Linked DNA regions of Mus musculus: region 1 is linked to region 2. A link is a contact called in public promoter capture Hi-C data. All regions are on one chromosome and are shown on one strand. Each heading gives the region's core, a stretch centred on a gene start, on an enhancer-like site or on the middle of the called end of the contact. The rest is flanking DNA. Distances are from core to core; before and after follow the strand shown.

Evidence for each region. Capture Hi-C pulls out chosen DNA fragments and counts their contacts.
Region 1: a promoter capture Hi-C map of adipose tissue shows a contact between it and region 2. The contact joins two enhancer-like sites. A contact is called at or near these places in 3 of 9 other capture datasets (adipose tissue, liver and pancreatic islet).

Annotation. Positions count from the first base shown.
Region 1 is chr13:53,032,578-53,036,026 of GRCm38.p6, reverse strand. No RefSeq gene overlaps it. Among named protein-coding and RNA genes, the nearest start is that of Gm33519, 16 kb to the right of the region's middle. Within about 2 kb of position 2,181, at least 65 of the 459 cell types and tissues checked have an H3K27ac peak or open chromatin away from gene starts, as enhancers often do. A contact at or near this core is called in adipose tissue, where this site is marked.
Region 2 is chr13:52,912,994-52,916,344 of GRCm38.p6, reverse strand. The region is part of intron 3 of Auh (AU RNA binding protein/enoyl-coenzyme A hydratase); the gene reads left to right. Among named protein-coding and RNA genes, the nearest start is that of Auh, 15 kb to the left of the region's middle. Within about 2 kb of position 1,879, at least 85 of the 459 cell types and tissues checked have an H3K27ac peak or open chromatin away from gene starts, as enhancers often do. A contact at or near this core is called in adipose tissue, where this site is marked.

The sequences.
Region 1 (3,449 bases), core at 932-3,431, 120 kb before region 2:
CACTTCCAGCCCTTTCCTGGGAATTCTACAGCTCACTTTGCAAAGACACACACCCACCCCTGGCAAAGGAGACTTGATTCCAGGTTGTGGACAGAGCTGGGCTCTGTTCATCTCAGCAGCCCTGAGCCTTCTATGGTGTTTATCTCTGGAATTTTTCACTAGTTTTGGATCACTGTTGACGGTTGGCACTGCCACCATCAGAAGTGGAGTCTATGATGAGACAGGGCTGCTGTTGTCTGCTGCTCATTAACCCTCAGCACACGGACTCTTGCGGTCTCTGGAAATCACGTGATCGAGCTTTCCCTGACCATCGCCAAAGATGGTGTTCTGGTTCTTGCTTTAATCCACACCAGGGGACACTTAACAAAGCAAACGGTCTTAACATTCCAGTCTCATGAAAACCAAGGAGCCAGCCCACCCAAACTCAAGGACACGAAACTACCTATGACGTGAGATCTCAAGCACAGATTTTTTTTTAATAGTGAAGAACATTTGTTGACTTATAAGTATGGGCTAGAAATTAGACAACTTTATATCAATGCTAACTCTCTGATTTTAATATTTGTATTATGTTTTTTAAAAAACACTTGTTGTGTGTGTGTATATGGGGAGGGGTGTCCTGGCACATATATAGAGGTCAGGGGGTGTGTCCTGGCACATGTACAGGGCTCAGAGGACAGCTTGTAGGAGTTGATTCTCACCTTCCACCATGTGGATACTGGGGAGTGAACAAAGATCATCAGTGACATGCCTTCTCCAGCAAGGCCACGCCCCTAATCCTTCCCAAACAGTTCCACCAACAGAAGGCCAAGGAAATAAATGAGCCTATGGGGAATGTTCTCATTCAAACTACCACCAACAGAGACACAGTGAATGGCCAGAGCCAAGAATACTGTGGAGTTAGAGTCTGCAAATGAAAGGAGGAGGGTGGTGGTTGGGTGTCGTTTTTTTTTTTTAATTTATTTTATGTATGTGAGTACACTGTAGCTATCTTCAGACACACCAGAATTGGGCATCAGACCCCATTACAGATGGTTGTGAGCCATCATGTGGTTGCTGGGAATTGAACTCAGGACCTCTGGAAGAGTAGTCAGCGCTCTTAACCACTAAGCCATCTCTCCAGCCCAAGGTGGCAGTTGTTAATGACAACAATCCATGTGTGTGCTTCCCAAAGAGGCCTAGAGACCCACACTGCTGAGGTAAGCTATTCTGCACAAGACAGCTTGGGGAAATGTTGAGGTTTTGATCATTTCCATGGATCCTCAGAACAGACATTTCCTGACTCAGCTTTAAACGCTCTCTGACCTGGCTGTGATTCTGTCTATTCACTCTGTCTCCCTTCCTACATCGGCGGTTCTCCCCCTCCATCAGCCCTCAGTGGTTTGTGGACAGCCCTAACTGCCTGCCAGCCCTGTGCTCAAGGGGCAGCTGAGGACTAGGAGAGGTGCCCCAAAGATGGGGATCCCAAGGAACAGTTCAGGATGCAGAGAAGACAACCCCTTTTCATGGAAGACCTGGAGATGGTGGGTATGTCAGGCTGGAGGCAGCTGGCAGGAGAACAGACATGAGTTGAGTGTAGACATGACCAGGTGACAAAAACCTATAAGGACACAGCAGGGAGATGTTTGCTTCTTGAGCTCGCCAGGAAGTGAAGCCAGGAACGGAGGCTGGTCACAGTGGTCATCAAGCCAGGGGTAGGAGCACTGCAGGAGAACATGGAGAGATTTCAGTGGGACACAAGATCTCAGAAGACACTGCTCCTAAGAACTCGCTCCCGGTTCCCTTTGTACGTTCTTTTCACAGGGCTCCCCATCCCATACTCTAAGCTTGCTCTTCCAGACTTATATAAGCCTAACACATCAGTGTGCTGAAGATATATGGACTGAATTCCAATTTATAGTAGCGCCTCCCCTGGAGTCACAATACCTGGAAGCACAGGATAACTTAGAGCCACCTCACTCCCTGGAAAGAACATTGTGTTCATCATCAGAGGGTCAGGGCTGGACATTTTTGTCTCTGGATGTCTCCTGCTTAGCCTTCAGGGTCCACTACCATTTGCTTAAATGAGTGGGTTGAGAGGCAGATGTTTCTGGCAGCTTTGTTCTGTGGCTGTATAGCTCAGCCTCAGTGCTTGGTAGGATATGTGCTATTTTCCCTTTGCCTTGTGTATTGACTCGCTGGCCTGTCAGTGTGGCCCGACTGTGTTTTGGAAAGTCTCCATGGATTTTGGGGACTGTGCACTGATGTAATGCCATGGGTATCTTATGAACATTCCTTTAGATTACCCTTGGCTGCACGAGCACGGCCACATTCCTTACCAGTGAACAGGAGGCAGCACCCGGGTTGGGGTGGGGGTGTGAGTATTTTTAAACTGGTTTCATTAGTAACTCTTCACTTTCTATCACTCTGGGGATAAGGGGCTTTGAGGGGGCAGCAGACTTCATGGGGAAGTTTTCTCTGGAAGCTGCAAAGGATGAAGCGGGGAAAATCCAAAAATAGTTTAGGAAATTAGTCATCTGTCTCCAAACTGTGTTGAGTTACAGTTTTGGATTTCACTTAATGGAACTTAAAAAAAAAAAAAAAAACTGGACATGCAGAAAGTTTCACAATCTCTTCCACAGAGGTCAGAAAGGTCCATTTTTGTAGCCCCAAAAAGAGGCAAAGTTCCCATCGACTAGAACGTGGTAATCACACTTTTCATAATGGAAGGCCATACTCTCGGACCTTGGAAACAACTTGATCTTTCTACTTTCGCTAAGTTTCTCATATCAAAGGTCAATAATTAGATTGCCTTCTGATTTGCTTACTTAAAAGAGGGACAGTGTACAGTCTATGCAAAGCATTTCTTTAGCAGACACAAACATTTTGAGGCTAATATGTTAAGCACATATTTATCCATTAAAAAATATTCCCGAAGGAGAGTTTAAATGGAAGAGCTAACAGTTCTTGTTGTTTAATCTTTGAGACAGGAACTTGTGTAGCCCAGGCTGGCCCCCAACTTGCTAAGTAGCAAGGGTGACCTTAAACTTAAATCCTCTTGCCTCTGCTTCTCAAGTGTTGGGATTGTAAGTGTGTACCAGCATGCCTAATGCGTTACCGGAATACTTCTTCTGTCTTATTCCTAGGCCAAGCAACTGTGTGGGAATCTCAAGGTAGCTACATAGCTACTTTCACTTTGATTTTGCATTCGAATGTGTCTCAGGCAGTGAGGGCTTTTGGGGAATGGGTGGGGAAGCTTGCTACAGACAGCCCTGTTTTCACGGTCCTATGAATGAATGATGCTGCATCCCAGTGGAAGGAAAATTTCAAGGAAATCCTGAGCCCAGGCAGAGGCACAGCCAGGCTGCTCTGCATAGCCTGGGGAATGGGAATTCCACAGCCAGTGAGTTCTGGCTTGGTGCTGATGCAAAGCATAAAGTCTTATGGAGACACATCCTCAGAGAGCATCT
Region 2 (3,351 bases), core at 630-3,129:
CTGAGCATCTCAGACCATGCTCCTGTTTACCGACAGTGTTTCTAGCTGTAGTCATCTGTTTATTTTCCCTTCCTTTTCTCCTAAAATATCATGAAAACAGGCAGTTACTACCTGGGTCAGGAAAAGGATTCATTCCTACATAGCATTGGAGCTTAGACCGGGAGGCCTGACTTCCCATTTAAATCTCACGGTAGAATTGAAACTCTATTTTACTTACATTTTAAATCAAAATGTAAACAATAGATTCTGGATCAAAATATTGGAAAAAGTGTACAAAGAGAAGGCTTTCCTCACCCTACATTCCTCTAATAAAGACACTTTATCACGTCTAATTACTAAATACTATTGTATCACTCTACCAAGCACACAGACGTGCAAGAGGATTGACGCGTCAATTAGAATGTTAAGTGGGCACTTAGGGTGAAGGCGGCGCTGAGACGTGGGGTGCTAGCAGCAGAGAGGGGGTGCACGTTGATGTCCCTCCTAGCATCACTCCAGCCCTGTGGACTGTTTACAAGTCAGACCTTGGGTTGGGCATACAGTTTATCCTGAAACTTCTGAAATGGTGATCTCCTTTGCAGAAGCTAACTGGATAGTGCATAGGGTGCCTAAGTGTACTTTCTGAAGTGATAGCTATGGTGGTGACTCAGCTCCTGGGTTAGTCTAAAACCACTGAAGGAAAAGGCTAAGACCAAAACACGGACTTACAGAGTCCGTTATGTAGAGGCCTGTGCGGCGAAGTGCTCCTGTGCTGCAGATGCAGCCCAGGCCCTTTCCCATGTTCAGCAGGGGCCGTACCCCATGTACCCCAGTGTTGTAATGTCAAACCCTCAGGCTTTTGTTTTGTTTTGTTTTTTAACCTTGACTTTTATCCTAAGATCTCAAAGGAGCAACCTCCCTTTCCCCACCCCCACCCCCCAACTGTGTGCTTATTGCCTCAGTGGCTTTGCAGACCAGGATGCATAGTGCGTGGTTCCTTGTAGGTTAAAGCTTCTGGACTCACGGTTGGCCCCTTTGGAATATTGCAGGGGACATTGTGTGCGTGCGTGTGTGTGTGTGTGTGTGTGTGTGTGTGTGTGTGTGTGTATGTGTGGGGGGCGTTATCAGCCCTACATAGCTTTGTCCCCTATGCTTGATAGGAATTGTGTATTTGATTTAAGGTTCACCTCTTTACATATGTATTCGTCCTCTAAAATCTGTTATTTCCCGATGCTTAGGATCTGTTTAGTTTTAGTAATGTCACCTTCGATGGAATGATGGAAAAGCCCTTTAGGTCAGGCTGCTCGGCGTGTAGAAGCTGCCAGCAGCTGGTCCCTGTGGTCAGCTGTTATCTTTGCGTCTCTGTTCTAACACCACGCAGTAAATACGTGGTGGTGTTTTTACCGTAACGTTCTAAAATGAAAACTTAACCAAGCCTCGCTTTTGCCTCATTGCAGTTTCTGGACAAATGACACCCAGTTCTTAGCAGCCGTTGCTCTGCGCAGAGTCTAAATTGAGTGTTTCACTGAATTATGCCAGTGTGGGTTTTTTCCCCCAAAAAGTAAAGGTCGTTTCGCTTCTGCTTTTGAATTCTAGTAAATTGTGTTATGACTAAGGCCTCCTCACTAAAACCGTCAGCACGCGTTGTTAAATGGTGTGTGTTCAGATGTCATGACGGGAATTGAGTGTGGGAGCCTCTGACTAATGAAGAAATCTATTTAAGAGATTGCTTCAGAGCCTCGGGGTTTCGCTCTGATGTGTTATACAAGTCAGTTCTGTAGGAGTGAAGGGGCACAGGGCTATTTTGCTCTTTTGTGTTGCATGCATTGGTTTACATAAAACACTGCTAACTATTTCATTGAGGATATGAACTACTTGGAATGACATTTACCACTTTTAAGTGCATAATTGATGTTTTAACAGATGTTTAAGCCTTGGTATACAGACTGTCCATTTGTATAAATCTTTTTTTTTTCTTACAGTGAAGAACCCTTAAAACCAAAAAAAAAAAAAAAAAAAAAAAAAAAAAGGCTACTTTGTCTCCTCAGACAAAGGTGTTTGGAACCTTGCAGGATAGATTGTAGGTCTTTTGTGTCTGGCCTGTTTGATCTACCATAATGCTTTGCTGTTTGGCCGTGAATTTCCGTGGTTCCATTTTCCTGTGGAGCTGCTGGTTTTCTGCTGAGCACGTGATAGTTTGGTTTTGTGCGGACCACACTTGCATCAGCACCGTTCAGTCACTGTAAGGAAACAACTGAGGTGATGGACTCTGACCGAGGAAAGGCTAATTCATCTGGGTTCAGAGGTGTGGAGGCTCCAGTTCTATGTTTGGTGGCCCCTTGGTCAGGACTATGGTGGCTAAGTGCATCAGGGCTGGGATGACTTGGGACATCTTAGAGGGAAGGTTCACCCTGAAACTATGGTGGTTTCTGAGACGTTCACAGACAAGTCTTTGTGGGCGTGTGTTTTTATTCTCTTGGGTGGGTGAGTGCTCAGGAGTGGAGTTACTAGGTCTTCTACAACCGAGCCAGCCACACACAAGTTCTTAGTTAGATGCCGCAAGACCTCCAAACTAAGAGGCCAAGAGAGAGAATGTGTGTTTGTGTGTGTGTCTATGTGTGCATAGAGAGTGTGAGTGTGTTTATGTGTGCATGAGAGTGTATGTGTGTTTATGTATGCATAGAGAGTGTGTGTGTTTACATGTGTATGAGAGTGTGTGTGTGTGTGTATGAGAGTATGTGTGTTTATGTGTGCATGAGAGAATGTGGGGGTGTGGGGGTGAGAGAGAGAGTGAGTGCGTGAGAGAGAGCGAGAGCGAGAGAGCACAGAGAGAGGAGTGTGCCCTGGTGCTGTGATGCATCCTGCCGCTCATGGCATTATGACTCTAGTCTGCATTTCTCTAATGAGTCTAAACGTCTTGTCCTGTGCCCGTTTGTCACAGTGTCTATGTAGATATATTGTCTCCATTTATGTCCTGCCCTGTTCCAGCCCCCCACCCCCCACTGCCACCTCTTCCCCCTTTCATTCATGGTCTCCTCCTGTCCCGCTTTCTTTGCCTGTTCTCATTCACCCTCTCAGGCATGGTTTCTCTGTGTAGCTCAGGCTAACCTTGAACTTGTGATTCCCTTGCCTCAGCTTCTCAGAGTGCTTGGATTGTAGGTGTGTGTCACCATCCTTGGCTTCCATATTTTTATTGAGTGTCCCCTTACTGAGTAGAGGTCCCTGTCTCTGTTTGAAACAGTGCTCTGCTCTTCTCTGGCATGCTCTGCCACTCAGCCACGTAACTGTTCTTTTTTTGTTGCAGTTTCTTTTCAGCTGAAGGCTGACATCCAGCTTTGTTTCCAATTTGCACCTTTTTGGTGGCCGCTCCAG